4 separate regions of the Mus musculus genome follow, and all the other regions are linked to region 1. The links are chromatin contacts, called in public HiChIP or PLAC-seq maps. All regions are on one chromosome and are shown on one strand. Each heading gives the region's core, a stretch centred on a gene start, on an enhancer-like site or on the middle of the called end of the contact. The rest is flanking DNA. Distances are from core to core; before and after follow the strand shown. Region 1 overlaps Ankrd11 (ankyrin repeat domain 11). Region 2 holds the start of Aprt (adenine phosphoribosyl transferase). Region 3 holds the start of Trappc2l (trafficking protein particle complex 2-like). Region 4 overlaps Spire2 (spire type actin nucleation factor 2).

Evidence for each region. HiChIP or PLAC-seq counts read pairs in DNA pulled down with a chosen protein or histone mark.
Region 2: a contact with region 1 is called in an HNF4G HiChIP or PLAC-seq map of pancreatic cancer cells. The contact joins the promoter of Aprt here to the enhancer-like site in region 1. A contact is called at or near these places in 7 of 39 promoter capture datasets (cranial neural crest, embryonic stem cells, hippocampal neurons and 3 more), 1 of 484 Hi-C or Micro-C datasets (Th1 cells), 3 of 115 datasets of contacts at active chromatin or transcription factors (effector CD8 T cells, embryonic stem cells and pancreatic cancer cells) and 1 of 9 other capture datasets (adipose tissue).
Region 3: a contact with region 1 is called in an H3K4me3 HiChIP or PLAC-seq map of bone marrow-derived macrophages, with 4 times the contacts expected there. The contact joins the promoter of Trappc2l here to the enhancer-like site in region 1. A contact is called at or near these places in 14 of 39 promoter capture datasets (the 3T3-L1 cell line, 3T3-L1-derived adipocytes, the C10 cell line and 10 more), 1 of 115 datasets of contacts at active chromatin or transcription factors (bone marrow-derived macrophages) and 1 of 9 other capture datasets (embryonic stem cells).
Region 4: a contact with region 1 is called in a FOXA1 HiChIP or PLAC-seq map of pancreatic cancer cells. The contact joins two enhancer-like sites.

The regions. Positions count from the first base shown.
Region 1 is chr8:123,023,077-123,030,987 of GRCm38.p6, forward strand. The region is part of intron 1 of Ankrd11 (ankyrin repeat domain 11); the gene reads right to left. Among named protein-coding and RNA genes, the nearest start is that of Ankrd11, 15 kb to the right of the region's middle. Within about 2 kb of position 4,550, at least 71 of the 459 cell types and tissues checked have an H3K27ac peak or open chromatin away from gene starts, as enhancers often do. A contact at or near this core is called in Th1 cells, adipose tissue, bone marrow-derived macrophages and 3 more, where this site is marked.
Region 2 is chr8:122,572,682-122,580,592 of GRCm38.p6, forward strand. Aprt (adenine phosphoribosyl transferase) reads right to left here and starts at 4,226. Exons shown (of 5, transcript NM_009698.2): 1 at 4,072-4,226; 2 at 3,834-3,940; 3 at 2,721-2,854; 4 at 2,456-2,534; 5 at 1,956-2,346. The coding sequence starts at 4,151. The coding sequence ends at 2,204. It overlaps Cdt1 (chromatin licensing and DNA replication factor 1), which reads left to right. Exons shown (of 10, transcript NM_026014.3): 10 at 1-449. Galns (galactosamine (N-acetyl)-6-sulfate sulfatase) reads right to left here. Exons shown (of 14, transcript NM_016722.4): 14 at 5,556-6,516. The coding sequence ends at 6,430.
Region 3 is chr8:122,606,445-122,614,355 of GRCm38.p6, forward strand. It overlaps Trappc2l (trafficking protein particle complex 2-like), which reads left to right and starts at 5,182. Exons shown (of 5, transcript NM_021502.2): 1 at 5,182-5,249; 2 at 6,622-6,794; 3 at 7,477-7,564; 4 at 7,864-7,911. The coding sequence starts at 5,217. It overlaps Galns (galactosamine (N-acetyl)-6-sulfate sulfatase), which reads right to left and starts at 5,043. Exons shown (of 14, transcript NM_016722.4): 1 at 4,784-5,043. The coding sequence starts at 4,894.
Region 4 is chr8:123,337,428-123,345,338 of GRCm38.p6, forward strand. The region is part of intron 1 of Spire2 (spire type actin nucleation factor 2); the gene reads left to right. Among named protein-coding and RNA genes, the nearest start is that of Spire2, 8.7 kb to the left of the region's middle. Within about 2 kb of position 4,139, at least 85 of the 459 cell types and tissues checked have an H3K27ac peak or open chromatin away from gene starts, as enhancers often do. A contact at or near this core is called in pancreatic cancer cells, where this site is marked.

The DNA of each region.
Region 1 (7,911 bases), core at 3,300-5,799:
GTCCATCAACATCTACAAAGTGTTAGGAAACAGTATGAGCCAGGGTATGGTAGTGCATGCCACTACCCAGAACATGGGAGGCAGAAGAGCTCACAGGCAGCCTGAGCTACAGACCAAAATTCCAGGCCACCTAGGGCTACAGTGTAAGACCCTTATCTCCAAAAAAATGTAAAAAGACAGACAGACAGACAGAGAAGGGAGGGAAAGCTATAAGAAGGGGATAGAAACAAACAACAGATGGCTAGGGTCAGAACTCAATGGTTGAGCACTTACCTGCTATATGTAAGGCCCCACGTTCAATTCCCAGTAGTACAAAAAGGAAAAGGAAAAAAAAGGAAAAAAGAAGCAACATGATTTTCTTTGGTCTCACCATAGTCTTATGAACTTTTAAATAAGAAACCAAAATAAGGGGCTGGTGAGATGGCTCAGTGGGTAAGAGCACCCGACTGCTCTTCCGAAGGTCCAAAGTTCAAATCCCAGCAACCACATGGTGGCTCACAACCATCTGTAACAAGATCTGACTCCCTCTTCTGGAGTGTCTGATAAATCTTTAAAAAAAAAAAAAAAAAAAAAAAAAAAGAAACCAAAATAAAGTAAAAAAGCACCAAAAAATATTTTTCCAATATTTTTATTACTAAAAGGGTAAAAAAAATAAATAAGTAAAAGTGTGTTTGGCAAGCATGAGTGCTGCAGCCTGACTCTTGTGTTTGCACTGCACTCTTGCTGTAGCATTTAAAAGCATATGGCCGCCATCAAAACCTCACTTTTCAGAGCTAGAGAGATAGCTCAGCAACTGGTTATGCATAACAACCTAAAGTCAATCCTCAGGATACACAAGATGAAAACTAACTTCTGAAAGTTGACCTCTGAACTCTATACAAACAAGTGAGCAACGCTAAATGTAACTTTTATAAGTAATAAAAAAAAGGAAAACACTTTCTAAAAAATACCAGCAAATTAACAATACTCTAATACCTAGTTCATATATACATGTACATACACACACACACACATATATGTGTACAAGTGAATGTACTTAATGCCAATAAACTGAACACTTTTTTTTATATGTGTGACTAAGACACACCAGAGGAGAGCATTAGATCCCATTACAGATGGTTGTGAGCCACCATGTGGTTGCTGGGAATTGAACTCAGGTCCTCTGGAAGAGCAGTCAGTGCTCTTAATTGCTGCGCCATCTCTCCAGCCCAACTGAACACCTTTGTTAAAAAAGGGTACAAAGAGTAGCTGGAGGGAACATTCTAGGCTGTCTGAGAAACAACCCCGCTAACTGTATCTAAAGATCCATTTTCACTGAAAGACAGGTCTGTACTTTGGGAATGAGGAACTAGTATGCTTCACCAAGGCCACCATCATGCACTCTGCACTGGAAATTTGACCTTGCTGAAATGTTAGATTGATGAAGAAATTATGCAGCAATAAAACCAACTCATCAATCTCTGACCTCAAAGTACTTGTGTTTTTTAGCTTTGTTTGTTTTTCTTTCTTCAATTTTTCAGAGTGCTAGTGATGAACATATCTGGATATAAGAGAAAGTAGGTTACAATAAAAGTTCTTGAAACAGCCGGGCGTGGTGGCGCACGCCTTTGATCCCAGCACTCAGGAGGCAGAGGCAGGCGGATTTCTGAGTTCGAGGCCAGCCTGGGCTACACGGAGAAACCCTGTCTTGGAAAAAAAAAAAAAAAAAAGTTCTTGAAACATTAAATAGTGCTCACAAACATTAAAATTAAACCTAATACTGCTGCTTGACATCTTTTGTTTACTAAGGCTTTGAAATTAAAGTTTTTAAAATAAAAAAATCTTGTAACTTATTTTTTATTAAAAATTATTAATAGACTGATTTTGTACTTCCTGTTTACAAGGTGAGTTCCTAAACAGTCTTCCCCTTTTTAGCAAACAAAGTCCATCCAGGCAGAAGAGAGAGGCAGAAGAGGGGGCAGAAGAGGGGGCAGAAGAGGGGACAGAAGAGGGGACAGAAGAGGGGGCAGAAGAGGGGGCAGAAGAGGGGACAGAAGAGGGGACAGAAGAGGGGACAGAAGAGGGGGCAGAAGAGGGGGCAGAAGAGGGGGCAGAAGAGGGGGCAGAAGAGGGGGCAGAAGAGAGGGCAGAAGAAGGGGCAGAAGAGAGGGGGCAGAAGAGGGGGCAGAAGTGGGAGAAGAGGAATCAGGAGAAGGAAGGAGGGAGGCAGAACAGGCAGGCATACATACAAGCACCTCCTTGAAATCCCAGCACTTAAGGTTCAAGGCCAACCTCTAATACATATCAAGTTATCAAATTCCAAACTAGACTAAGGTACATGAAAACCTGTCTCAAAAAGGGAGGAGGGGCCCACAAAGCCCCACAACAGGACACAACAGTTAGAGAACATGAGAAACAGTCACACAGGCAAGTCCTCCAGGGACTTCAGGGGGGACCAGAGGAACATTGTGGTTTGGGCTTGGGGTTTGTGTGAGACTTGTACAGAGAATGGCCTGGAATATGCTATGCATTCTGGGATGGTCTCCAACTCTCAATCTTCCTGCCTGTCTCCCTAAAACTTAGGATTACAGGGCCATCACCACCCTGTGGTCTTTGAAACCCAGATTCAACCAAGGTCTGAGAAGTGGGAATGCACATACAAGCTATAGGCTCTAGCACACACCCAAATGCCAGAGTGAAGAGGAATGCAGATGAAAACTAGAAGGAAACTAAAACCATACTGTAAGACATCCTATTGCAAAGAAAGGAAATCCTACTCTCCTAATGACAGGACATTTCTGTACCACACTTGGATACTCTCCCCCAGCCCACCTGGGTTACCCCAAAATTCCAGAAAGAAAGTCACCCCAAAGGAATCTCCCTCCTAAACAACCTCAATGTCTTACAAAAACACGGTACAAAGGTGTCCACTGATGGCCACCACCACTGTGGAAGAGCTCTTCACCCCACACTGTCCTTCTAACTTCCCCACCCTGGTGACATCACTTAAAACAACTCTAAGTTCTCCCTGTGGCAACCACGTTAGACCTCTCATAAACAATTCTTTGTTCTTATTACCATAACTCTAACATCAAAGAAGCATATAACTCAACAATAGAAGACGCTGTTTGGTTTTTGGTTTTGTTTTTTAACAGAAAGGGTCTCAGCCCTGTGGTGAATGGCAGCTGTAATGCAGCATTTGAGGAAATGGTAAGAACTGGAGCAAGACTAAGGACAGCCTGGGATGTATGAGAGTTCAAGGCCAGCCTGAACTTTGAGGGGAAACTGTTGGGGAAAAACAAGCAAAAGCAAGGACTGGGGGTGTAGCTCTGGTGATAGTTCTGACCTAGCAGGCACGAAGCCCTAGGTTCATTCCGTCTCCAGCGGTATAAACTAGGCATGGACCTGACAGACTGACAACCATGACAGACTCCTGCAGCCCAAGCACTCGGGAAAATCAGAAACAAGGCTGCCACTGACTAGCTACACACAGAGAGTGAGGCTAGTATGAAATACAGTAAGACCTTGTCTCAAACATTGTTAACTATCTGTCAGACTTAATGCAGCACACACCTTTAATCCCAGCACTAGGGAGGCTGAGACCAGCCTGGTTCCAGTACCAGGATTGACAAAGCTACACAGAGAAACCCTGTCACAAAACAAATTAAATAAGCTAAAGGAGCCAGAAAGATGGCTCAGAGATTAAGAGTATTTATTGCTTTTGCAGAGGACCTGGGTTCAGATGAACACACGTGGTGGTTCACAACCAGGTATCAGGGGATCCGACATCCTCTTCTGACTTTTAGGCACCAGGTACACATGTGGTGCACATACATAAACGCAGGCAAAACACTTATTCCCAAAAAAATAAAATAAATACATCTAAAAAAGGCCTCACTCTGTAGCCCAAAGTGGTCTAGAGTCTCCCAAGCACTGGAATGAGGTGTGTGCTACCAAACCTGGCACTCAGCAGAACTAAACCTTGAATACTCAAACCATACAAAAGCTCTAGTCCAGCTGCATAAGCACTAAACAGCCATGCAGCCTTTGACAACTGTATGTACAGTGGATTCCTCTGGGTCCCCCTTGTTCCCAGGGCAACAGTCTCATCACTGGCAAGTCCCCTGAAAACCAGTCCTCAAGTTGGCAGTTAATTGGTTCAGAAAAGGGTCACATCTCTAGAACATTAACTGCTTTACCTACTGCACAGATCAATGAAGTCAGATAGAAAAACATCTCAAGCTTAAGGACAACTTATATTAAAACTGAAGGTTATTTTTAAAGGCCTAAAAAGTTATTTCCCTAGATTAACCAGCCCTGGATGCTTTCTATACAGATTTTATTGATCAACTGTAAATCCAAGAACTCAGGAGGCAGAGGCAGGCTGATTTCTGAGTTCCAGACCAACCTAGTCTACAGAGTGAATTCCAGGGCAGCCAAGGCTTCAACAGAGAAATCCTGTCTTGAAAAACCAATTAACAAACAAGCAAGAATAAAATATACTCAGAAACCGGAATTAGTATCAGGATAGTCATGTTAGTGCATGCCTATGGCTCACAAGTTCACGGTCTCTCTGGGCATTTTAGGTTAAGACTCTAATTCAAAATAAAAGGCTGAGCCGGGCGTGATGGCGCACGCCTTTGATCTCAGCGCTTGGGAGGCAGAGGCAGGCGGATTTCTGAGTTTGAGGCCAGCCTGGTCTACAGAGTGAGTTCCAGGACAGCCAGGGATACACAGAGAAACCCTGTCTCAAAACAAAAACAAACAAACAAACAAAAATAAAAGGCTGGGGATACATGGCTCAATACTAAAGCAAAAAACCCCAAAAGTACTAGAAAGGAAGAGGAAGAAGGAATTAACACGAGCATCAACTATTCATAGTGAGAGACGTCTACTCTGAGTCACATGCTAGGCTTGAGTCACAATGTGAATGCGGAATCTGATCCTCATCAATGCGTTTCTGTATTTCTCTTTTGTTAATCACTGGAAGGGGGAGAGGGCGGCAGAGATAAGGTGCACATCTTGCTATCAGAGGACAAATCTGAAGCAGCCAGTTCTCTCCTTCCACCCTGTGGAGTCGAGGATTAAACTCAGGTCATCAAGGTTGCCCGAAAAGCCCCCGACCCACTGAGCCATCTAGTTCATGCTGTGTGATTGTCTATCACCTCCACATCCTATTAAGTGACAGCTACATCCACAGGAGTACATGCCACAGGTCACTGGTAGCCACCAATGACAAATATCCACACAGCAAGTCTACAGAAGTGAGAAAGAATATGAGTTCCAGGTCTAGCTCTCCAACAACTCACTACAACACCTCCGCACATAGGTTTTATTTACTGGGTTTTGGGGGTGGGTATAGAGCATTTAAGGAGTTGTCTTACTATAAGGCTGGCCCCAAACTCCTGGCATCCCTGGGATTGCCAGCATAGACCACTATATCCAGTTTGGATTAGTCACTTTAGCATAAATGTGAGCAGGAAGTAACACCCACACACCAGACTCCATACAAAGGAAACATAAAAAATTAAAAATTAATACATGGGCTACAAATCTCACCACTCCCATTTCACACCCACAACCTACCTTCTAGTTTCCCCCATAAGTAACAGGTTCCATTTTCAAAAGTAAAGTTCAGTACCACAATATTAAATATACAACTCCCTGAGTCTGTTATTTAACCTTCCATGAGTTTTAGGTCTTGGACACCACTGGCCTCAGAGTCTGCGGATGGAGGCAGGTTGGCTCCCTTTCTCTTAACAGCCCATGGAGAACTGACTTCAGCCCCAGCTACAAACACTTCAAAACCAAACAGCTTTGATAGGCCCACTTGTTTTTAAGTTTTTTGGTCTTTTAATTTCACTCACTGAAAACATATCCCTCAAAAGCATTCTTGAACAAGAAAATGAGCCAGCATTGTTTGGGTAAGGCACCAAAAAAAAAAAAAAAAAAGGCCACACCAAGCAGGACAGCCTGCCTCAGGGCCTTGTCTCTCCATCCCACTGTACCACAGTTCTGTGTGCCAACAGCAACAATCCCCTGGTCCCCTAAAGAGTCAGGACTCAGGATTCTGGTCCCCTAAATCCATCCCAGTCCAGTAAGACAGCAGTGCTAGATTAGCAACTGTGGTAGGGAAATAAACAACAAAGTAAGCTGTGACACTGTTGAAAAGGAGACAGTTCTGAAAAAGCTTTCCATAAAAATCAGTAAAGACCTGAGTGTGCATGCACAGCCTTCGGGGTGAGTGAGTGAGCGTGCACAGCCTTCGGGGTGAGTGAGTGTGTGCACAGCCTTCGGGATGAGTGAGTGCGTGCTCAGCCTTCGGGGTGAGTGAGTGTGTGCACAGCCTTCAGGGTGAGTGAGTGTGTGCACAGCCTTCGGGATGAGTGAGTGCGTGCTCAGCCTTCGGGGTGAGTGAGTGTGTGCACAGCCTTCAGGGTGAGTAGGGTGAGTGAGTGTGTGCACAGCCTTCGGGGTGAGTGAGTGAGCGTGCACAGCCTTCGGGGTGAGTGTGTGCACAGCCTTCGGGGTGAGTGAGTGTGTGCACAGCCTTCAGGGTGAGTAGGGTGAGTGAGTGTGTGCACAGCCTTCGGGGTGAGTGAGTGAGCGTGCACAGCCTTCGGGGTGAGTGAGTGTGTGCACAGCCTTCGGGGGCATCTGGCACCTCTGCAGTCATGCCAAGCTGCCATATTTAGTGCACTGCCCTCTTACACTCGGAAAGCTTACTTGGACTTTTACAGGGAAAAAGAAAAACCCTGTACATTTTTAAATGTTTAAACTGACTCAGCAGTTAATACTTGCTACTCTTGCAGAGAACTCCGAGTTCAGTTTTCAGCACCCACAAGAGGCTCGCCACCAGCCCTAACTCCAGTATCAAGGGATCCAATACCCTTTTCTCACCTCCTTGGACACCAGGGACACACATCCATACATGCAGGAAAAGCCTCAGACTCATAAGGTAAAATAATGTTTTATTTTTAAAATAAAATATATACTGCTGGCCCAGCATAATAGCTCACGCCTTTAATCCCAGCACTCCACAAAGAAGCAAGCAAGCCTGGTCTCCAAAGTGGAGACTCTGTCTCAAATATATATAATAATATTGGTGTGTGTGTGTGTGTGTGTGTGTGTGTGTGTGTGTGTGTGTACAAGAAAGATCATAAAGATAGCATACAATGTATGCTGCTGTCTCTCCTCCTGCCCACCTAGGAGCTGAGTCACCCTGGGCCCAGCAGTCACTGAGGTGTCTACAGCCCAGTGAACCACAGCTTGTTTCAAAGCCCTTACTTAGCCAGGCAGTTGGTGGCGCAGGCCTTTAATCCCAGCACTCGGGAGGCAGAGGCAGGCGGATTTCTGAGTTCCAGGTCAGCCTGGTCTTCTACAGAGTGAGTTCCAGGACAGCCAGGACGGCACAGAGAAACCCTGTCGGGGGGGGGGGGGGGGGGGGCCCTTACTTGGTTGCAAGTGGCAACAGCACATGCCTTTGATTCCAGGCAGAGAAAGGTGGATACACATGAGTTTGAGGACAGCCTGGTCTACATACTGAGTTCCAGACCAGCTACAGCTACATAGTGAGAAGTGTCTCTGAAAAGCACTCTTACTTAGCAAGATGCAATCCCCTAAGCAATGTAGCCATACCAGAGAGCCATGAAGTCCTTTTGGTGGAGAGGGAGATGAGAAAGCAAAATCGAACACAGGGCTCAGTACTATCCAGTGTCAATGCTGCCCATCATCTCCTTCCCTGTGCCTCTGCTCACCTTTACCCATCACTGCAGTCACGCTAAGGGCTCATTGGGGTCCTGACAAAAACAGCCACTGTGAGAGCTGCCCGCCACACCAGACTCCACAGGTAGTTCTCACTTAGCCCTGTGCCACAAAGGACAGCAGATAAAAGTTCTCAGGGGAAGAGCTGCATCCTACTAGCCCGAGGTA
Region 2 (7,911 bases), core at 2,976-5,475, 450 kb before region 1:
TCAGTACACGACGCACTTACGCCTTTAAGCCTCGCCAGTGTGGGCAGCTATCGTTGCCCATGGATCTCATAAAGTGCTGGCATTAAGTTGCTTCCTGAGGCTTTGGGGCATCCCAGACTCAGCTCTAGGGGAAGTAGACTCTGAAGAGTAGGGTATGTTGGATGGCCATTGCACAAACTACTCAAGCATTAGGTATGGTCAAGACCCAAGATCAAGGTCCAGGTGGAAGCCTAGGCTGGCATAGCCTTGCTTCCCCATGAGACTTAAGAATCACACAGACCTTGGACTTTCCTGATTTCACGGGACGCTGCTCTGAGAGTGAAATTGGGCCTTCTGTAAATATGTGAAGTGTGGTTTCTTTTCAAACCTTATATGGCCCTGCATGTGACTGCTAGTTTTGGCTTTTAATAAAGTCATGTAAGATTTAAATAAAATACTACTGAGATGAAGCTGAACCTGTCACCGTAAAATCTCTTTAAATGCTGTTGTGTGATGTGGGGCAATGGGCTATGGACAGACATCCTGGTCCTGGTGGGTGGTAATTTTCACATGGACATGGACAGAAGGCGTTCCATCATGTCTCCTGGACCCCTGGCTCCTGTCGAAGTTACAGCCCCCACAGGAGAGGCATGTGGCTTTTAGTCATGTAGCCAATGTCACAAGCTTCTGGCATTCTGGCTAGACTCCTTCCCACAGTTACCTAGCAACAGCAAGATGGCAAAGCCCACTATAAGGGGCTGTTTGGCCCCTCCTCGCTCTCTTAAGCTCTCTGGCTTTTTTTTCTCTTTCCCTTCCCCCCTCTCTCCACGTGGCCATGGCCTGTCCTTCTACCTTCTCTTTCTCCTTGCCTTTCTACAATAAAGCTCTAAAACCATAGACTGTCTCTGATCATGAAGGCCCACCGTGTTTGAATGATGATCGGATAGGCTTTCTCCTAATGAGCCACTTTTAACCTGCCAGAAGGCCTTCCTACGCTGCAGCCATGGACCAGACTAAGGACTCCACCCAGCACCCCTCCCTTCCCCGCCCTCTCTTCCCTTCTGCCCGGGTCCCCTATTATGTTCTCAGCTCCTCCACCATATCCAGTGTGGGGTGCCGGAGACTGGCTTAACACAGCCAGATGCTCACACGGGGCAGTGTGAAAAGTATCCACCCTCCTGGAGCACCAGAACTCTGGTGGGACGCAGGCTCTCTCCCATCCCCCTCTTTCCCCAACACCCACGGCCCCAGAATGTGATTTTTTTTTTTTTTTGAGACAGGGTTTCTCTGTAGAACTGGTTGTCCTGGAACTCATTCTGTAGATCAGAAATCCGCCTGCCTCTGCCTCCCAAGTGCTGGGATCAAAGGTGTGTGCCACCATGCCTGGCTTGATATATATTTTTTAAATTTTTATTTTTTCTAAAAGCTCTGGCTCTCCTTGGAACTATATAGGCCAGGTTGGCCTTGAATTTTAAGCAGCCTGCCTACCTTCAAGGCACTAGGATTAAAGGTCTATACACCATGCCCTGCAACAAAATAGCTTTTTTGAGATAGTGACTGTGAACTGGGTGTTGCGGTGCGTACTTTTGATCCCAGCACTCAAGAAGCAGAGGCAGTGGACCTCTTAAGTTTGAGGCCAGCCTGGGCTACAAATCAAGTCCAGAATAGCCAGGGCTGGTTATATTAAGAAACCCCATCTCGACAAACAACAGAAAAAAATATAGTGGCTGTGGGTCACTGCTTTCATCCTCGTCCATCCTAATGGAATAACAGCCTAGAACAGTGAAGCAATAAACCTGTTTATGTAGTCAGCTGCCTCAGAGACTGACAGAGATAACATCTGCTTCCCTAGTAGGGGTTGTGGCTTCAATACAAAGCTGAGCCTATGGGTTCCCACCTGAGCCCCCTTGTCCCTGTAGTGTCACTCTGGAGGCCCTGGAATGTGACCCATGCAACAAACTGAGGAGAAGCAGCATGCATATCAAAACGGTTTATTGATCTCCAGTAGCACAGCTCTGCTATGCTCCAGGGTGTGTGGCACGTGTACAAAGTACAAGGATCCAGGGGTCCACAGGCACGGCGGATCAGCTGACCAAAGGAATGAGTGATAACACTCACAAAAGGGCGGCCGGTAGCTCACAAAGGTCACTTAGGCGCCTGGGCTGAGCCACCAAGCAGTTCCTGGTGCTGCTGGGAGCAGGGGTGTGACCATCTAGCCAGCTCCTCAGTCATACTGGAGGAGAGAGAAGAATGGTATAGGTCCTAGCCTCTCCCTGCCCTTCAGCGAGGTCAGCTCCACCAGGCTCACACACTCCACCACTTCAGCCCGGAGCTGGTGCAGCAGGTCACAGGCCGCAAACATGGTTCCTGGGGGGAAGGGACAGAGAAAGAGGAGGTGTTCAAGCTCTTTGCTTAGTCAGCACCCAGGACAGGGTCTGGCCCTTTGAAGTCTGTTTGTCTTGGGTTGGTTCTTTACCTCCTGTGGCCAGGAGGTCATCCACAATGACCACTCTCTGCCCGGGTTCCAAGGCATCTTTCTGGATTTCCAGCTCAGCCTGCAGACAGGAAGTAGTGTAAGACAGAGTCTAGGCGCGAACAAGTGGCCACCTCCCTAGCCTCGAGCGTTTCTGGGTGGTGTAAACCTGACCCAATGTCTCAACCTCTCTGAGCACCCACATTTACTCCTAGACACTGGTAGCCGTGATAAGACCCTGCCCTTCCTCTACACACAGCTCGCTTACCTTCCCATACTCCAGAGAATAGGAGGCTGACACAGTGGGGCCCGGCAGCTTCCCCTGTTTCCGGATGAGCACACAGCCCACGCCCAGCTCCTGAGCTAGGGAAGGGCCAAACAGGAAGCCCCTGGAGTCTAGACCTGTTAGGGTAAGGAGGGAAGGTTGTGGGATGGAGCTGAGGGGCATGGGAATCTAGAGGCCAAGTATGGGCGAGGTCAACACTTGCTAGGAACACTAGGTCTTGCTGACTACGGCTAGAAGAACGTTGATGGCTACTGGGTAGCCATCAACTCATCATCTCAGCCTTGGGGATCCTACCTGCCTTCTGAACAGCTCAGGGCCACCTATGGTGGCTCTTGCCACCTTTCAAATGCAGCATCTAGCTGTCGTGGGAAGGATACATACATGCCCTAATTTCTGGAGCATGGCCAGGGGTACCAATAGGAAGTGAAGTGGGCAAAAGTCTGTGGTCCCTGAGCACTTACCAGGGCCACTCTGTTCTCTGGGGTGCCCACCCTCCCTCTGGACACTCCTGGTGGACATTCAGCTGTCCTAGGGTGTTTCTGAAGCTCAGGCATGGAGCCAGGTAGACAGCAGTTGTTTAACACAAGCTTGTGTGAGGGAACAAGAGAAAGATGCCCCGGTGTAGTCCTGGGGAGAAACAGCCCCTGAAGCTACCAGGCTTGAGGTCTGCCCAGGCACGCCACGCCCAACCAAGGTTACCTAATTTTTAGTATCTAGTTCATCCCAGAGGCTACCCCTAAGCAAGGATGTCCGTCATCTGGAGGTTCCAGGGTCTCCCAGCCTGCTGTCAGGATGCTGGCCAGCTTTGTGCCCTAAAAGAGGGAGGCCTGGTTCTGGACACAAGGACAGAGCAGAGTTCGTCTCTAGGAACAAGCACCGAGGGCAGATGCCTTAGGGTACCTAGCAGGGAAGGGAGACTCCTACATAGTTCATCCAGGGTGAACAAGCGTCCAAGGCAGTGAGGAACCAAGGAGGAAGTGTCAGAGGTTGAAGAAAGAATGGATGGGTGTGGGGCAGACTGTGGGTGACACGAGGGGGAAAGGGGATAGGGGCTAGGACCGTGGGGGACGAGCACGGCCTAGCAAGGCCACTCGCCTGCGATGTAGTCGATCTTGCCGCTGTGCGTGGACTTCAGGTGACTGGCCAAGAGGCGGATGGAAGCTCGGAAGGAGTCCGGGTCTTTCAAGAGGGGCGAGATATCCCTGGGAACAAGGACAGGAGAGTGACCCGCGTGTGGCCGGGCAGAGGCCCCGCAAGATCCCCGAGGCTGCCTACGCGCCTGCGCCGGGGGATGAGCGTACAGCGCCAACGCCTCGCCGGCTCGTGACCGCACCTGAACAGCACGCCCGGGATTGGGAAGTCGGGGAAGCTGCGGATGCGCCGCGCCACCAGTTTCAACTCAGGTTCCGACATGGCCGCGTGCGTGTAGGAGGCAGGGAGGAGGTAGGTATCAGCACGCTAAACTCACGTCAATCCCGGGGGGAACAAGGGCGGAGCGTCCTCGATGGGCGGGGCTTCTGGGTGCGGGTTGGTCTAGCACGAGGGGCGGGACAGGCTGAGAGGCGGGGCCTCTGCGAGGTGTGTGTGGGGCCTGAGTCAGGGGTTAGATTTCTTGAGCTGCCTAAACACAAGCATCCCTACCTCAAAGATATATGGGTGGAAAGGGGATGTGCGATGTCCATCCTTTTTTGGTTTTGCCCCACACACGCTTTTTCAGTCCTGCTTTTCCAGGGGCTAGTCTTCTGGACCTGGGGGAGCAGGGACGGGTCTTGCCCAGGTCCGCTGGAGTGGTTTGGCCTTGCGTTCCTTCCCTCGCGCATAGTACAAGGGGCCTGAGATTCAGCCCCTGCTTTCCTGGAATTAGCCCGGAAGGGAGCTGATGGATAGTCTTAGGTCCAGAGGTGGGAGTGCACTGTGTGTGGGCTAGAGCGCAGGGGAAAGCAGGGTAGCAGGGCGGGTAAGGAATGCCTTCTCTGAGACCACAGACACTCCTGTGCATTGCAACAGAATGTGCCCTCCTCGTTTTGGGGTGGGGACCAGAAGGTCCTGATAGCCAGAGACAGAACTGGGGTTCTACCTTCCCAGCACAGTACCTGGGTCTATAGGTAGTGGTGTGGAAGACTGTCCTCTGAGTATAATGGCCATTATCATCTTCAGTGCAGTTGCAATTACTCAAAAGATATCCTCCAAATTGGCCCATGCTCCATCAAAGGAGAGGGTGTGGGGAGGGTCCAATGGATTCTAAACATTCCTTCTTGGACCTTCCTGTGAGCCCGTGAGCTGCATTCTTCCATTTGATGTGGTCTCTGGAGGCACTAGAATACACACACACACACACACACACACACACACACACTCACATGGAGGAAGGTTAACTAAAGGGAAGCTCCGTTATGAATCTATTAGGAACTTGTCATCTATGCTGGGCCGAGACTTTTCCGTTTGGTTGATGCAGCTGCTCTGGGGGTCATTCATGTTCTTGTAGGCAGTGAACTCATTGGACACGATGGTTACTTTAGGCTCTCACTGGAATCGTATCTGGGGCATCTGTTTCTGAATCCCCAGGGAAAGCTCATGCAACAGGTACGTGGAGATCTAACACACAGTCTCCCATCATAATCTCGATTTTAAAGACCAGGATATGCCGGGCGGTGGTGGCGCACGCCTTTAATCCCAGCACTTGGGAGGCAGAGGCAGGTGGATCTCTGAGTTCAAGGCCAGCCTGGTCTACAAAGTAAGTTCCAGGACAGCCAGGACTACACAGAGAAACCCTGCCTTGAAAAAAATAAAAACAAACAAACAAACAAAAGACCAGGATAGGTGGTCTCATGATGGCGCACGCCTTTAATCCCAGCACTCCCAAGAGAGGCAGGCAGATCTCTGAGTTCAAGGCCAGCCTGTCCTACAGAGTGAGTTCTAGGAGAGCCAGCACCTCACTGAGAAACCCTGTCTCAAACCAACCCAAAAATAGACTTGGGGCTACCAGAGCTAACCCCCTCCTGTTCCTTTATTCTTCCTCTCAGTCTCTTCACCATCATTTCCCAACCGTTACAGCTCAACCTTGGCTCTGCAGTTACTGCACAGATGTGAAAACTTGTCCATGAGCCTTCAGAGAAAGGGTCTTGGAGATTATGTGGAGCATATGAGAGGTGGCAGGTTACAGAAGTGGCCCCATACTGCCCTGAGCCAGGGCCAGAAACTTAGGCTGTCATCTTCCCATCTCCATGGGGCAGTGCAGATGCCACCTTGACTGGAAAAGGTGCTGTCTTTGTCTTTTGTTTGTAGCCAGTGCGAAAGAGGTAGGGTGGCTCAGAGGGTTGGCCTGGGGGAGAAGCCAGATAGATGGCACTTCCTTGGCATTTCGCTGAAATCTTCACTTTTGTGTACGGCACCTAGGTTGAAATGTATGCAGGGACAGTGACAGTGCTTCAGACCCTGGGTTGACGTACCTACGGTGATCAAGGCCCCGGCTTCCTTTTCAGGAGCCAGTTGGCAAGATGGGCTGTGGTGCTCGAGAGCGGACTACAGGGTCAGGGCTCCAGGATGAGCAGTCTTGGAGCCTTGCACCTGGTTGCAGGGGCCGTCCATGCAGGGATGGGTGGGCAGAGGGCAGCTGGTCTCTTCCATTCATCAGTCCGAAGGACAAGGTCTCCCAGGCACTTGCAGGGCTGGCTGGAGATTCTGGTCTTGGCTAATGGGCCCAGAAACACTTCTCAGGGACAGACTCAGGAGGTGTCAGACACTTCCCTAGTTTTTCACAGCCTGGGGGTGCCCAATTCTGGAAAAGGACATTTAAGAAAATGAACTGCAGTTATTCAGGCGTTTCAGACTGGGCACAGTTAACGAGACGTGGCCCTCCCGCCTCACCCACCCACCTGGCTGCAAGGCGGGGATATCCCTATCTCCATGCCTTCCAGAATCCTAGGAATGTGGAGCCCCGGGTCCTGCTTTAAAAAGCAGCTCTGGCTCTGCAGAAAGGGGGGTTAGGGGTGGGGTGGGGCTGCAACTGGCAAGCCAGTAGCAAGGAAAGGGAGCCCCAGGGCAGAGCTGCGCCTAACAGCCTGAACTCAGGCAGCTTCCAAGTGGGGGAAGCCAGGAAAAAGAGGCTCCCACAGAATGGAGAGTCTAGGAGTTAGACAGATTCCCTGGTAGTCAGGGATTGGGGTGATAAAGGTATTGAATTTCCAAGTGGCCGGTCTGGCTTCTTTTTTACCCTCCTGGCTTGAAACAAAAGCGCACTAATTTAAGATAAAGGTTTTGGTCTCCCAATAGCAGACTCATAGATGGGCTCAACAAACATGTCTTGTACAGTTCTGGGCCAATCAACCATCCTAGCTTCCCTCAAACTGACCAACCCTAAATTATCGAAGAAAAATGTTCCAGAGATTTTAAAATCTTTCCTCTGTGTGTGTCTGCTGCATGTGTGTCCCCTCACCCCCAATGAACGCCTTGCTTCAGCTGCTGATTCTGTGTGGTCCTTGCGATTTCTCTGCTGCTGCCTCTACATCCACATTTTCCCTGCCTTTCAATTATTTAAGTGGCAGAGGAAGTGACCGCGACCAAAGCTCCTTAGCCTGCACTACAGCGTGGCTGCAGCCTGGATGGAACGGCAATGCCCCACCGTGGTAAGGACACTCAGGCCTCCTGAGGCCCCAGAAACCTGGCAGTCTAAGAATGAGCCCCCTGATCTACCACTGCTGTTCAGAGCTCAGAATACCAGTATTGTGTGGAACTATCCCCTGAGCCAAACTGCTGCCGCCTCCACAAGTTTAGCTGGTCTTGCTTGCAAAAAAAAGGTCATGGCAGCTTGGTTTGTTGACTATGGACTCTCCTTTTTTTTTCTTTTTGGTTTTTTCGAGACAGGGTTTCTCTGTGTAGCCCTGGCTGTCCTGGAGCTCACTGTGTAGACCAGGCTAGCCTTGAACTCAGAAATCCGCCTGCCTCTGCCTCCCGAGTGCTGGGATTAAAGGTGTGCGCCACCACACCCAGCGACTATGGACTCTCCTTAAGGACTGCCATGAGAATCATGGAACTCTCTCCCGCCTGATTACCTAGCCATTCCTCCCAGTCACGTTCACACAATTCTGCCCTAACCACAGGCAGCCTTGGGGAGGGGCTAGAGGACATAGGTGGAGAAGGACACAGGAAAGGAGTCATCTCTGCTGGCCACAGA
Region 3 (7,911 bases), core at 3,932-6,431, 420 kb before region 1:
AGAGTTAGAGAAGCAACCTACACAACCCACAGTGCAAGAGACGTATTCTGTGAATTTTATCTCAATTAAGAACAAGGGGCAGGGGCTGGAGAGTTGGCTCAGAGGTTAATAGGGCTGACTGCTCTTCCAGAGGTCCTGAGTTCAATTCCCAGCAACCACAACCATCTGTAATGAGATCTGACACCCTCTTCTGGTGCATCTAAAGACAGCTATAATTACTCATATATATAAAATAAACAAATAAATCTTAAAAAAAAAAACAAAGAGTGGGGTGGCACACGCCTTTAATCTCAGCACTTCTGAGGCAGAGGCAGTGGTGGGCATATCTGAGTATGTCTTGAGAAATAACCAGTCACGTTCCATGCTGCGAGGTGGGGCTTGCAGTGTGAGTCGGGAGGGGGTAAGGGATTGCACATACACTCTAATTATGCTGTACTTTTGCAGGAACCGGCCGTAGAAGCTTTTGCAAGTCCATGTGACTGGCAGGTGAATAGGTCTCGTACGGTTCAGCGTACTAGTTTCGGGAACCCACCCCCTATTCTCTAATGGGAGCTTCTCAGGTGGCACAGCCATAGCCACTGGAAACTGTGAGAGTCACGCAGCCAGCACAGCTGTTGGACACTGGACACATTTCCAGCAAAGCTGCGACTGTTGTCTTTCGGCCTCTCACTTTTTTTTTTTTTTTTTTTTTTTTTTTTTTTTTTTTTTTTTTTTGGTTTTTCGAGACAGGGTTTCTCTGTATAGCCCTAGCTGTCCTGGAACTCACTTTGTAGACCAGGCTGGCCTCGAACTCAGAAATCCACCTGCCTCTGCCTCCCAAGTGCTGGGATTAAAGGCGTGCGCCACCACGCCCGGCTCGGCCTCTCACTTTTAAACTGTGGTCTCTGCGTGTTGCATTCTTGAGAACTTCCCGCATTATGATTCACTTTATGTCTTTTTTTTTTTTTTGGTTTTTCGAGACAGGGTTTCTCTGTGTAGCCCTGGCTGTCCTGGCACTCGTTCTGTAGACCAGGCTGGCCTCGAACTCAGAAATCCGACTGCCTCTGCCTCCCGAGTGCTGGGATTAAAGGCGTGCGCCACCACACCCGGCTTCACTTTATGTCTTTTTGGCCACTATTTGGAAGGCTTCCTTACGCCCTGGAGATCATTAAGCACATATAAGAACATATGAGGTCATTACTCCAGGATTTTTTGGGGTTTGGGTGTGTGGGGTATCTGCCCCTGAGCAAACTCAAACTACAACTGGTACAGGGTAAACAGACAAATGGCAAACTCTGGATCTGACAAACGGCCTCAAGGTCTGTGTTTATTACAGGCTTAGAGCTCTCAGAATATATGGTTTAAAGATAGGGGGTGATGCAGGGCACGCCCTGGAGGAATAAAACTCAGTTAAATAAGATAGAGTGATTAAGATAAGCCTTCCCTACTTTTAGTGCAGCCTGCGAGACATATTGTAAAAGAAGTCAGGAAGTAGTGTTTGCTATTCAGAAAAAGATGGGCTCAGATATTTTCTGTTTGTATGGAGTGCTTTAAAACTACAAAGACTAGGAAGCTGGAGAGATGGTTCAGTGGTTAGAGCACTGGCTGCTCTTCCAGAGGATCCAGGTTCAATTCCCAGCACTCACATGGCAGCTTGCAACTGTCTGTGACTACACTTCCAGGGGATCTGACATCCTCTCACCTATGCACATAAAAATAAAATAAAATAATAACTTTTAAAAAGCCTACAAGCACAGCCAGCCTATAAAGCAAGCTGTCATATAATAACAAACATGTCCACCTTGGAGGAGACATTCTTTAGTTCTTTAAATTGGAGCTATAGGGTTGACAATAAGAATAAAATCTGTTCTGTTTGTATTTTCTAATTGTAACTGAACTTGTAACCCTGGACGTGTTATAAATAATCAAACACATGATCTATGATCTGTACTTTTTGGTTAATCATTGGTTTGCTTTTGTTCTGTGAAACTTGTATAAATAAAAAAGCCCCTGATTGCTAGTCAGTCAGAGCAGCTAAACTTCCCTGACCATGGCCTGACTCTCTCCCTCTTATGGTCCCCTCTGACTCTTTCTCTCCTCTGCAGGCAGCCTGGGAAGCATGCCCACCCCTGACCCCCACGGCACTCAGGAAACAAACTGGGTTTACCCAGACCATGCCCGCTGGCACTCATGACCAGAGTAGGACAGGACTATAGCCAACCAGTCTAGAGTCAGTGGCCATCCTTGAAGAATTTAAGTTTGAGACAGTCAGACAGTGCCAAGATGGGAGCCGTGGCATATTCGGGAAGCCAGACACACATAAGCACCCGTTGCAGATTCAGACATGATTAGCCTGGCAAAGGCAGCTACAGAGGGCCGAAGGGAGGGGTATGGAGAGAAGGCACTAGTCTGGAGGCTCCTGGACTGTTGAGGCTGTACCTTCTTATCTGTGCCTAGTGAGCACCTCGGGACTTTTCTCACCTTCTGGTATCCCTGCCTCTTCTGGCACAGGCAACCTGGAGTAGGTCAAGTAGAAACCCAGGAGGCCTCCCTACCTAGGTGTCCTTTCAAGAGATGGACTTAGCTTCCCTGTTGGACAGTCCGGAAGATTCTCTACCCCTTCCCCATGCTTGGCCTAGAAGTAGGCCCAAGTCAGCAAAAGCCATTGTCCCACTAAGGTTGCTGACAGTAGGTGAGCTGGGAGTTGCCTGCGGCTGGCATGAGGCTGACACAGGGCTCCCAGGGGCCAGCTTACAGACAGCAGCAGCTTTATGAAAGGGGAAGCCTGAAGCTACCTGCTTTAAGCCAGAGTGCCCTGTTGTCTACTTGGTCAAGCCAGGGATTCCCAGTGCTGCTGAAGTTAATTGAGTTCCTTTCCCGTTATTTGTATCAAAAGTCTCTACGTGACAAGACCCGGGTTTTGTACAATGTTCTGGGATTCAACTCCAAAGAACCCTCCTGTCACAGCCCCCGGGTATCCAGAAGGTAGGTGGTGGTGGTTCCTAGTCAACCACCTTCAGGTAAACCGTTGGTCATTGCTTGTCACATTCCATTACCTAAAAACCTCTCTACTCAGCTGGAGCTGCCCAACGGAAATGCACTGTGACCTTCCATGTGACTTTATTTCCTAGTCACCACATCAGAAAAGCAGTTAGGTAAGTCTTTAGGTTTGGTGGCTCATGCTTGCAATCCCAGCACTGGGGAGGTGGAGGCAGGAGGATTGCATTGAGTTTGAGGCCAGCCAGGGCTACAGAGTGAGTTTCAGGCCAGCCAACACTACTTAGCAAGACCCTATTTCAAAAAAGCAAGCAAGAGAGCAAGCAAACAAAACACAAAAAGTAAGGACGCCAAAATGAAAGCTAAGAGCACATTTACTTAACTCAGTTACCCAAAGTCTATCAGTTCAACGTTCTTCAGGAGTCTCAAGGGAGTGTCAGAGAAGACCTCTCCTCACAGGCTGTCATTTGGAAAAGAGCAGAAAACTGACAGACGAGCCTGTAGTCAGTACTTCTGGATCAAACCAGTGGAAACAAACAAACCGAGCCAGTGCGATTTGGCCCTAAAACGACTTAATACTGAAAGGCACTATATATGTATGAAATCTCTCTCTATATATAGATCTTCAGTACTGCTCATTACTGTGCAAAGTCTGCTATTAGTGACCAGGACAGGAGCCAGAGAAGCCAGACATCCATTGTGTGAACAGTCAGCATCCACAAAGAACGGGAAGCTGGAAGGGGTTTCCTGCAGTGGCTTCTGGGTGGTGGGACTTATGTACAGGACTTTTTAGATCTGTATTTTTCTTAGTAATAAAAAACTACTAAGCTAATGTTTATCAAGTGGGATGTTTACTTTCTTTTTCTCCTATTAAGTCTCTAAAATTGGAATGGCGAGATGGCTCAGAAGGTAAGAGCACTGACGAGTTCAAATCCCAACAACCACATGGTGGCTCACATCCACTCATAATGAGATCTGACACCCTCTTCTGGTGTGTCTGAAGACAGCGACAGTGTACTTATCTATAATAATAAATAAATCTTTTTTTAAAAGTCTCTAAAATTCAACTTATTTTACATATATAGCACCTCTCCATTCTGATGGGCCCACAGATCGCTAGACAGCATCCCTCTCCCCTTTTTGAGGAGGTAAGTGTGGATCAGCACAGGTCTGAAGGCCCTGCAGAGGGCTGGTTTGGCTATTAATTAGCCTCGGCCGGTATTAGCCTCTGATTTGTTTCAAATCATCCTGAACTGGATGTGACTCTGATTCTAACAATAGCCAACAGATGTCACTCCACAGTGTGTGTCTGGGGGTGGGGGGGTGGGGGTGGAGGTGGGGCTGGCAGGCTGAGACTGCGAGGAAGGCACAGTCCATCTAGTTCTGTTTGGATAGTTCCATCTGACTTAGTGTTCTACATGACTGATTTCTAAGCTTTCATGTCACTTCAGGGCGACAGATTTCTCAGACAGGGACACTGAGGGAGATATGCCCCAGGGCAGAATTCATAAATGACCACAGGCTGCACTCGCAGGTGACATTCTATGCCTGACTTTGTGGTCAGAGTTCCCCCAGAGGTCAGGCTGGAGGTGGGCACCAAGGCAGGGCCACCTGTTGAGGGGAGGAGAATGTCAGCCCGCTCTCGGGAGGGGAAGTAGGAAGAAAAGGGCCTCCCTGAACACCTACCCCCACTGCGGAAACAGTGAAAGATGTGACACCGGGCTCTGGGCCTCCCTCGGGTCACTGCTCATCCGCCGTGTGGCTGCCCTGTGTCTTCCGTGTCCCCCCGCCGCGTGGCCCCACTTACATCGTCCATGAGCAGTAGCACGATGTTGGGGGGCTGCGGAGCACCTGCGGCCAAGAGTCCTAGGGCACTCAGTACCAGCAGCAGCTGCTGGGCTGCGGTACAGGCCGCCATAGCAAACCAAGCTCCCGCTGAGGAGTCAAGACCCAGTCCCAAGCCTGCCGCGGTTCCTTTTGGACTGTAGGGCGGGCCCTGGCGGCAGAATGAGAGGAGGGGCAGGGCCACGGAGAAAAGAAGAGGGAGAGGTGGGGCCTAGGCTGTCTGAGTGACAAGGGAGTGGGCTGGGCCTTACGGGAAAGGGGCGGGACCAAGGCCGGACCTGAGAGTCTGGGCGGAGCCATGGTAGAGAGAGGCGGGCTCTGAGCCTCGGTGGGAGGAGAATGGGCGGGGCCTGCCTCCACATCGGGTCACATGATGTGGCGCACAGCCTGCCAATATGGCGGTGTGCATCGCGGTGATCGCCAAGGAGGTGCGTGAGAGGCTGCGGGCGGCGGGCGGCGGGCGGCGGGCGGCGGGCCTCCTTCCAGCCATGGTCTTGATCTTTTCAACTCTGAGCTCCAAGCCTCAGCCAAGCCCTATGATCAGGATCCTTCCGGCTCGCTTTCGCTGACAGCTGACAGCCGTCCGCCGCCAGTTTGCAGGCCTCCGCCTCCGGGTTTTGAGATCCCCCGGGAAGCTTAGCTGGTCGCTGCAGCCTGCCACCCGTCGCTCTACGCGTTCTTTTCACGGCCTCAGCTGCCTTCCGCGTCCGGTCTTTCTGCCCCGCCTTCCGGACCGTCCCCTGGCTGCCCAGCCGGCGCTATTTAAATATAAGCCTGGCGCGGCTCAAGTCAGCCTAGAATCCAAGTGCTTTTCTTTGCCTTAGGATAGTCCCCTTCATGTCTTTTGCACCCTTCTACTCCACCGTGAAGGCCTGCAAACCTCTAGACAGCATCCCTCTCCCCTTTGTACCCTCTATTCCCAACTGTCATCTTGCTGGCCAACATATATATTCATTTCTTTCCGGAAAGCTGTTTATGGATGCTAAGACAGCTCCAGAGGGCCACAATATCCTGTTGCATGAAGCCTGTATCCCTATTAGGCTTTTTCTGAGATCTGCCATTAGGGATTAGACTGCTGTGAAGCTGTCAGTATGAAAGAGGGAGTTATACCCCCAGGAGGCCACCAAAACCAAAACTCATGTCATAGGCAGCTGCTGCTTTGATAAACTCAGGAGGAGGAAGTCCAGTATCTATGCTGAAGGGTCCTGATTTGGAGACTCATTCAATGTCTCGAAGCACTGAGAACAGACCACTACCCTAGTGTGGCACGTTAAGAAATAGCTAGTGCCCCTGCTGTTAGGATGACACTACAGAGTGTGCTGGTGGTTGAGGCAGAGGTGATCCTAGGAAGAGAAGTGTCAGGGTATGTTGTTAGGCTGTGCTCAGGTTGGCATTCCGGAGTCATTTCTGCTCACTTCCTGCCCCTGTGCATTTGTCTCTACTGCTTCCACCCTCCCTTCCTCCTCCTTTCTGGTACAGGTGAGAGAACTAGGGCTTAATGCTGCGACTCAAGCACTCCACTACGGAGTTACATCTCTGGTCCCATATTGCTTTTCTTTTTGGCACTGGGAATTGGACTTAGTGCCCTGTGCATGTCAGGCAAGTGCCACACCACCCAGTTTTATCTTTATAGTCCACTCTCTGCAGACAGTCTTCCTTAGGTTCAGTTATGTCGCTGAAGGCAGCATGCCACAGTGCATTAAGCAGTAGAGAGTCATTGTCAGGCTGAGAGCACACGAGTGCTTTGACTTTGCCCTTAGAGCCCGAACTCACTGGGTGGGCTGCCATCTCTTCCTGCAGAATTACCCTCTGTACATCCGAAGCACTCCGACAGAGAGTGAGCTCAAGTTCCACTACATGGTGCACACGTCTCTGGATGTGGTAGACGAGAAGATCTCTGCCATGGGGAAAGCACTGGTGGACCAGAGGGAGCTGTACCTGGGCCTGCTCTACCCCACCGAGGACTACAAGGTGTATCCACCACTGCTCAGCACCCATCCTGCACTCACGGAGCAGGATCTGGGAGGAAACGCTGGCAAAGAAAACGTGTCAGGGGTTTCAGCTGGTCAGGCAGGCAGGTGGCCCGAAGCTAATGGAAGCCTCTGGACATTGTCTCCCTTTAATTGGAAGAGTCCCTGGAAAAGCAAGTCTGAGCATCCAGGAGGATGCAAGTTGACATAGTGGGAATCTGGGCTTCTCTGGGCTCACTAGAGGCCACCAACTTTGAATCAAGGGCGATTGTTTCATGATACTGTTGTTAGGCTCAGTCTCGTGTGACGCTGTAAATTCTTGGCCATTCCTTTTGGACAAATGATTAAGACCATAGAATCCAAGGACATTCACATGGGGATTAATTGTAGCCTATCCACAGTGACACTGGTGTTGCAGTCACTGTGTTAACACTGATGGCAAAAGTTAACATCCCAAGCCCAGGATCAGTTCAAAAGGAGGCTGGGCTGTTCCCCAGTTCAGGTGCACACCTGCATGGTTCCTGCCAAGCCACCCAAGCCTGGCACTTCCTCTGACTCCAGGTATTAGGCTTCTCTGAAATGAGTGTTCACAAAGGTCTTGCAGGCTCTTGATTGTGATGCGGTGTGTGTCGTATGCAGTCACACAGCCTCTGTGCCAAGGCTTGTTCCTTAACCAGCCGTGCAGATATGGGTATGTGACCAATTCCAAGGTGAAATTTGTCATGGTCGTGGATTCCTCCAATACAGCCCTTCGGGACAACGAGATCCGCAGTGTAAGTGCAGAGGGCTGAGGTGGGTATCTGCCCCTCACTTTCCGCACTGGGAAGGCAAAAGCCTGCAACAGCCCCATGAGTGCGTTCATCTAACCGGTGTTCGTTTGCTCTTCTACTTTTTGTTTGTTTGTTTGTTTGTTTTTTGAGACAGGGTTTCTCTGTATAGCCTTGGCTATCCTGGAACTCACTCTGTAGCCCAGGCTGGCCTCGAACTCAGAAATCCGCCTGCCTCTGCCTCCCAAGTGCTGGGATTAAAGGCATTTGCCACCACTGCCCGGCTTCGTTTGCTCTTCTTTTAGATGTTCCGGAAGCTGCATAACTCTTACACAGATGTGATGTGCAACCCC
Region 4 (7,911 bases), core at 2,889-5,388, 310 kb after region 1:
AGCATGTTCCGAGATGCTCCTAGGCAAAGACCCAGCAGGGTTGGGCTTACTCTTCCTACCAAAGCATCTTATTGAGATCCCCACTGCACACGAAGAAACGGAAGATCACAGAGGAGAGGCAGCTGCCCAGAGTCATCAAGAGGGGCATGGCCTGGCACCTGCCTCAGAGCCAGCTTTTGTGTGTCTGTGGCCTTAGAGCACACCACCAAAAGGGAGCCCTGGCCCGAGGCACAGCAGCAGGTGTCCATGCCACACCCCTGTGTACCTTGGCCACATTCAGTGTGGGATACAATATCCAGGGTCCATGCAAATGAACCCTTGGCACAAATGCAGGCTGTAGCCTGAGGAATGCAGTTCTGCAAAGTGCCTCTACTGTACTTCTTGATGGCCAGTGGCCTATTCTTAGGACTCAGGAAGGGAGAAATGGTTTTGGGGTGGTGTCTTAATGCTATGGGGTTGTGGCAGAATGCCTGAGCGGTGTGGGTGTGAGCTGGGTATGTGTAGTTTTACCTCTGAATTAGGCCTTGCAGGAAGACAATTCTTCAAGTATATTTTCCCTCTGCCATACTGCCTGTGCCCAGGGTTGGCTGCCTAGAAGACTTCAAGACATGTGAAGGCAGGATGCTGGTTCCTAGCCCACCTACTTTTTTTATTTTTTATTTTTTCAAGACAGGGTTTCTCTGTGTAGCTCTGGCTGTCCTGGAACTCACTCTGTAGACCAGGCTGGCCTCGAACTCAGAAATCTGCCTGCCTCTCCTCCCAGGTGCTGGGATTAAAGGCCCTAGCCCACCTATTTATTTCCATGTTTTGTACTGTGCTTCTGGAAGGATAAAGCCCGGAGTCTCAGGCAGCCCGTGGAGTCCCTGTGTGACTTGCATGGTCCCGTCTGTAATAGGGGTGCAGCCCAGGTTCACTGCCATGGTCAAGGCCCTGGATTTCACCCATACTCTCTGTCACCACTCCACCCCCGCCTCGGTGTCCACAGAGAATCATTTCATTTTCCAGCACAGCGCAGGTGTATTAACAGTGCCGGCACGGTGAAGGTCCCCTCCGCCCTTCATCCTGGGAGTTCTGGTCCTAGAATGTAGACCATTTAAGCATCTCTGGCTGTTAACTGGTTCCTCAGAGAGAGTTGACCTCTGTGTAAGACATGTAAGGGGTGGGGGGTAGAGATGGCCTTGCTACCTGGAAATGCACCCTACTGGTTAGGCAAAGCAGCTGAGGACAGAGTACCCAGGAGAAGTGTTCAGCCCCTGCTTTCTCAGTCCAGTGACTTGTACTTTATTCCAGGGCAGAGGGCTTGCGGTCCTTTCTCCAGGGAAGCAAGAGGAGAGGGTGGGCAGAACTTACAAGAGAATGTATGCGGTTCCTTTGACTTGGTAAATACACTCTCACACTGCTGGCTTAAAACAACACTAACATATCCACTTCCGGCTTAAGAGGCCACGAATGCAGAATAACCTCTACCTTGAGGGTAGCTGTTTCATCTACCACACATCACAGTATATCCACAGGCATAGCCTGCCTGTGTGAGGGTATCGATCCGCTGGACCCGGAGTTACAGAGAGTCATAAGCTGTAAGCCTCCGTGTGGGTTCTGGGAGTTGAACTATCCCTGGTCTTCTGGACGAGCAGCCAGTGCTCTTCACTGCTGAGCCATCTCTCCAGCCCCTCCTTGTGATGTTGTCATACACGAACGTAGTGTATTCCCATCAAGATCTCTCATTCTCCATTTTATTTTTAATGCATTTCAAGGAAATTGTTGACACTTCCCAACCCCCCAAGCCTCCAAGCCCCCAACCCCCAACCCCCACTGTGTACTTCAGCATGGATGTTATTTGCTAGAATTTAGCATTTGCTTGGAGCCCACATGCAAGCTTGGGATGGAATCCAAGGCCTTGTGTCTGCTGTGTAAGCGCACTACCACTGAACTGTAACCAGGCCCCTAGATATTTCTTTCAATAATAATAATAATAATAATAATAATAATAATAATAAAAACCCGGCATGCAGCTGGGCATGAGGGCATGTTCTTAGGGGGTAGAGGCAGGAAGACCAGGAGTTCGGGGTTCTTTTCAGCTACACAGTGAGTTCAAGGTCAGCCTGAGCTGCATCAGATCTTGTCTCAACAAAACAAAACAGAAAGCAGGAAATGAATTTAAAACTGCACGTAACGAACTGCGTGAACGTCATGTGTGTATTCATCTCTCAGCTCTGTGCCCACACTTCTGCTGCGGAGGCTGCAGAGGTTTTACTACGTTGGTAAAGTTTCCAGAACTGGTTACCTTCTCATGGCCCAGAGCTTGGTTCCAAATGGTGGTTTTATCAACTGCTTTCTTGTTCGTCCCTGGTGGGCACATTATTACCAGGCCCTGGATTCCTACCACACTGTGTTGACTAGTTTTATGTCAGCTTGACATACCTCAACTTGGTATAAGCTGACATCATCTGAGCAGGAGAAACCTCGATTGAGAAATGCCTCCGTCGCTGGGGGTAGGGGAGGGGGTGGGGTGGAGGATGCATGCCTTTAATCCTGGAACTCAGGAGGCAGAGGCAGGTGGATCTCTGTGAGTTTGAGGCCAGCCTGGTCTACAGAGTGAGTTCCAGGACAGCAGAGCTGCATAGTGAAACCCTGCCTCTCCCCCCAAAAAGAAGGTTGGAATGGTAAGTGACCCGAAGCTGAGCACAGAAGTTTAAGTAGAAAGAAAAAAATAAAGAAAAGTTTGAGACTGGAGAGATGGTTCACCGGCTGAAAGAACTTGCTGCTCTTGTGGAGGAATTGGGTTTGGTTCCCAGCACCACAAAGCAGCAGCTTGCCCCTATAACCAGAGCCAAAGGATCTGATGCCCTCTTCTGGCCTCTGTGGGCACTGCATGCATGTGGTGAGCTTACATATATGCAGGCAAGGCACTCACATACATAAAATAAGATGGCTCAGCCAGTAAGAGCACTAACTGCTCTTCTGAAGGTCCTGAGTTCGAATCCCAGCAACCACATGGTGGCTCACAAACACCCGTAATGAGATCTGACACCTTCTTCTAGTGCGTCTAAAGTCAGCTACAGTGTACTTATTTATAATAATAATATATAAGAAAATAAATAAAATATATAAATATAAACAAATAAGACAAAATATATAAATATAAAATAATAATAATAAATAATAAATAAACCTTTGGGTTGACTGGAGCAAGCAGGGGGTCCTAAAAAATTTAATTCCCAACAACCACATGAAGGCTACAGTGTACATCTTTAAAAAGAAAAAATAAATCTTTAATATATATATTAAATATGTTATATGTGTGTGTGTGTGTGTGTGTGTGTGTGTGTGTGAGTGTGAGTGCAGGCCCCACGGCACACATGGAGATCACAGGACAACTTGCAGGAGCCGGTTCTCTCCTACCACAATAGGGACCCCAGGGCTTGGGCTCAGGCTGTTGGGCTTGCTGAAGCTCACCCTCACCCACTGAGCCATCTCATCAATGTCCCACCCCAAAGAATAGCATCTTTCTAACCTATTTTCACCCAGTTTATTTTCTTTCACATTTATTACTCACACTCTGTGTGTGTGTGTGAGACACGTCTGTGACTACGAGCATATGTGTGCCATGACACATGTGGATAACGTCCAGATCTTTCCTCCCCCCGTGCTTTTGAGGCCGGAACTCGGGTCTTCAAGCTTACAGAACAAGCACTTTTACTGGCTGAGCCATCTTGCTGAATCTAATTCTGCCAACTTCCTGCACTGTCTTCCGGCTGGGACCAGTGGTGAGGCCTTAGTGATGTGCTGTCAGAGGTTGGATATGGAGGTGTTCAGGAACACAGAAGCCAGGCCTGCCCATTGTTTTGTTTTAGCTGTTAATTTATCCTCCAGACTCCAGCCCCCAAGACTTGCCCATTGTTAGCGAATCATGAGTGTTCAAGGTTTGGGGTGCAAGGCAGGCCTGAGCCCTGTGCACTGCTGACCGGGCTCACCTCCAGACCTGCCACTGGTGGACGGGGTTCCTGTTGTAGCGAGGCACTTCCTGGGAGCGGTGTGTGGGCATGGCGCGTGTGGGTGAGCGCTTAGAGGAGCCTGCCGCTCTCACTCAGGCCGGATCAGCCACGCCCAGCTGTGGAAGAGCAGGGTGGCCACACCTGTATCCATCCCTTTGCCCCACAGAATTCTATTTGTTAAACAAACACGGGACTCTGACTGTGTGCCTTCCTGTGGGTGGTTCTCCCTCTCGGCTTTCTCCAATTTCCAAGGTTGATGTTTGTGAACCGGCTCACAGCTCAGTTTTACAGTTCATTTCTCGACAGTGGAAGCCACCCCCACCTGTAAGTGTGGCTTGCTTGCCGAGTGCCAGTCACTGGGTGTGTTTCCACCCAATCCAGACCAGCCCTCTGTGGTAAGTGATACCACTGTGCGAGAGGAAACTGGGACTGCTTAGTCACGTGATCTTTGACGCCAGTCTCTCTACTGGAGGCTGTACCCAGACCCAGGAGAAATGTCGGTGGTGTATTTTCTCTTTTCAAAATTTATTCCTTTTTAAAAAAAATTTTCGAGACAGGGTTTCTCTGTGTAGCCTGGGCTGTCCCGGAACTCACTCTGTAGACCAGGCTGCTCAAACTCAGAGATCCGCCTGCCTCTGCCTCCCAAGTGCTGGGATTAAAGGCGTGCGCCACCACACCCGGCTCCAAATTTATTTCTTGGGTTTAGCGAATCCATGTATTTTAAAATTCAGACAGCTTCTTCTTAAATTTTATTTCATCTGTATGAGAATTTTCCCTGGATGTGTGTATGTGTACCGCGTGCATGTCGGATGCCCGCGGAAGCTAGAGGAGGGAGCTGAATCCTCCGAAACTGGAGACTGTTACACGGTGCTGTGGGGCTGTCCTGTGAGTGTGGGGGATGTCGGCCCTCTATAAGAGCAGCCAGTGCCCAAATTCAGAAAGTTTAAGGGAAGACCTTGAAGGAGGCCTTGTGTTGGTGTGCCTGGATGCCCGCCCATCCTCCCTACTCACAGGCTGCCAAGATCGTGAGTGTTTCCTGCACATACCAGCACTCAGGCGTGTGTACTTCCTCCTAAAGGCAGGCGTTGCTTTCTGTTTTGTTTTTCTCCCTGAGTGGGAGCCTTGGATCAACTCAGCACACAAAACACATCTTATTGGTCCTTTATTTGAAACAGGGTCTTCCTTTCTGTGTTACCGAGGTTGACCTTAAACTTGAAATCTTATTGCCTCAGCCTCCCAGATCTGATTTCAAGTGAATTTCTTTTTCTTTTCTTTCCCTTTTCCCCCTTTCTTTCTTATTTTGGCTTTTTGAAACAGGGTTTCTCTGTGTAGCCCTGGCTGTCCTGGAATTTGCCCTATAGACCAGGCTGGCCTCAGACTCAAAGATTCATCTCTGCCTCCTGAGTGCTGGGATTAAAGCTGTGCACCACCGAGTAAATTCCTTAATCGACACCTTTCCTTGCTTTTTTCAGTGATACCTAATGTCCTGGGTGCAGGTGCCCCGTGTGTCTGTCTTCAGAGGACACTGGAGATTTTTGGTGCAGGATAGATGTAGCACTGAGTGATCTTGTAGGTGTCGTGACGCAGAGTGGTGTGCCTTCTAAAAGCCCACAAGCTATGTGAGAAGGTGAGAGAGTTATAACTGTGAGAGACTTGGCAAGCCACCTTCTGAGGGCTGTGGTCAGTTCCCTTGTCCGCCGGGGACTGCGTATGCCACATCTTCATTGCCCTGTGCCTGAGATGCAAGACAGGAAGTCTTTTGATCTTAAAAAGGATCTGCTCCTTCCAGCCTTCGTTCACTGTCAAAATACTCCCAGAAGCCCAGGCATGGGGCAGGGAATGTATAGCAAGAGGCCTCCCTAAGATGTATAAAGTCCCCTTTAGCAGAGTCAGGGGTGAAGTGGGGTTGTATCATATAGAGTGGGTAGTTAACCCTGACCCTGACCCAAACCCCAAGAAGGAGTTAGAGTCAGGAGCTCCCACCATTGCACGCGTCACTGCACGGCCGGGCACTGCGTATCCATCCGGTATCGCACCCTAGGACGCGTCTCTGCATCTGTTAGCTCACTTCTTCCTTGAGGTGATACCATGAGTTAGGCAGGAAGGTGCCATTTCTGTCCCCTAGATGATGAAGTGATATCATCCACTTACCCGTGACCGTGACCGTGAACCGGACAGAACCTGACTTGAGGAGGCAGCTCCACCCACCACCACTGGTGGCAGAGGCACTTTCCACTGGAGGAGGGGCTAGGCAGTCCTCTTACTTCCTGGATTTCTCATCTGCTATTTAAAGAATCTGGAGTGGCCATCTATGCTCAGGGCAAGGGTACCCTGCTTGGGTAAATTAGCACCAAGCTGCTTCCATAACAGAAACAATGCTGACGGAAACCATGTGTTCTGCTTCCGACTCTCATCCTGACTTAGCATTTCAGACCTAAAGGGAACTTGTTGGCCCAGCTCCATTATCTATCATCCATATGTTTTCAAGTAAATTTCTCAGTCTGCCCGAGCTCCAGTTTCCTCGTGTGTAGAGAAGATACCTTGGCAGTGGGGTGTGACGGCACACTTAGAGTCTCAGCCCTCAGCACAGAGCTGAGGACATCACTGTGGTCACTGTCATCCCAGGAGCTCGCAGGCCGTAGCTTGCTCATTGAAACCCAAGACCCCCCTGGAATAGTGATTATCCCTGTGATCCGAGCGCTCAAGAAGCCGAGGCAGGAGGATTGTCATGACTTGGAGCTAGACAATAATATCCTGTCTCAAAACAGTAATAAACAAACTCCCCAAATCTTCTGCAACTTGAAGCATAATTAGATCCATAAACAATTTTGAGACATCTTTTGTTATCTTAGTGACTATTGTACTGGCTGGCTTTGCATGTCAAACTTGACACTAGCTAGAGTCATCAGAGAGGAAGGAGCCTCAGCTGAGAAAATGCCTCCATGAGATCCAGCTATAAGGCATTTTCTCAATTAGCGATCAATGGGGAAGGGGCCATCCATAGTGGGTGGTGCTGTCCCTGGGCTGGTGGTCCTGGGTTCTATATGAAATCAGACTGAGCAAGCCAGTAAGCAGCATCCTCCATGGCCTCTGCATCAGCTCCTGCCTCCAGGTTCCCGCCCTGTGTGGGTGCCTGTCCTGGTTTCCTTTGCTAATGAAGAACAATGTGGAAGTGTAAACTGAATAACCCCCTTTTCTCACCAACTTGTCTTTTGACCATGGTGTTTTGTTGCAGGACTAGAAACCCTAACAGAGACAGCTGTTAGCACATTAAAAACATTCTACTCATGGGCTAGGACGGCTGCTCACTCAGTAGAGTATTTACAGGGCTCACAGAAGGCGGTGCTGGGCTTAGTCTCCACCGCATACACTGGATGCATTTGCACATGTCTCTAATCCCATGTCCTGGAGAGGAGGAAGCAAGAGGGTCAGAAATTCAAGTTTCTCCTCAGCTGTGTGCTGAGTTTCAAGGCCAGCCTGGACAGAGTGAGACATTGTCTTTTTAAAAATCCTATGGGGGCTGGCGAGATGGCTTAGTGGTTAAGAGCACTGACTGTGCTTGCTCTTCCAAAGGTCCTGAGTTCAAATCCCAGTAACCACCTGTAATGAGATCTGACGCCCTCTTCTGGCACTTCTGAAGACAGCTACAGTGTACTTATTTATAATAATAAATAAATCTTTGGGCCGGAGCGAGCGGGGCCAACCAGAGCAAGCAGATGTCATAAACTCAATTCCCAACAACCACATGAAGGCTCGCAACCATCTGTACAGCTACAGTGTACTCATATACATAAAATAAATAAATAAATCTTTAGAAAAATAGAAATAAAAATTCCAGCCAGAAAGCTGCTCTGGGCTGAAGACTAGGAGTCAGAACCAGCTAACGTCCACCACCCTCCCCGCCTTCCTGGCCCCC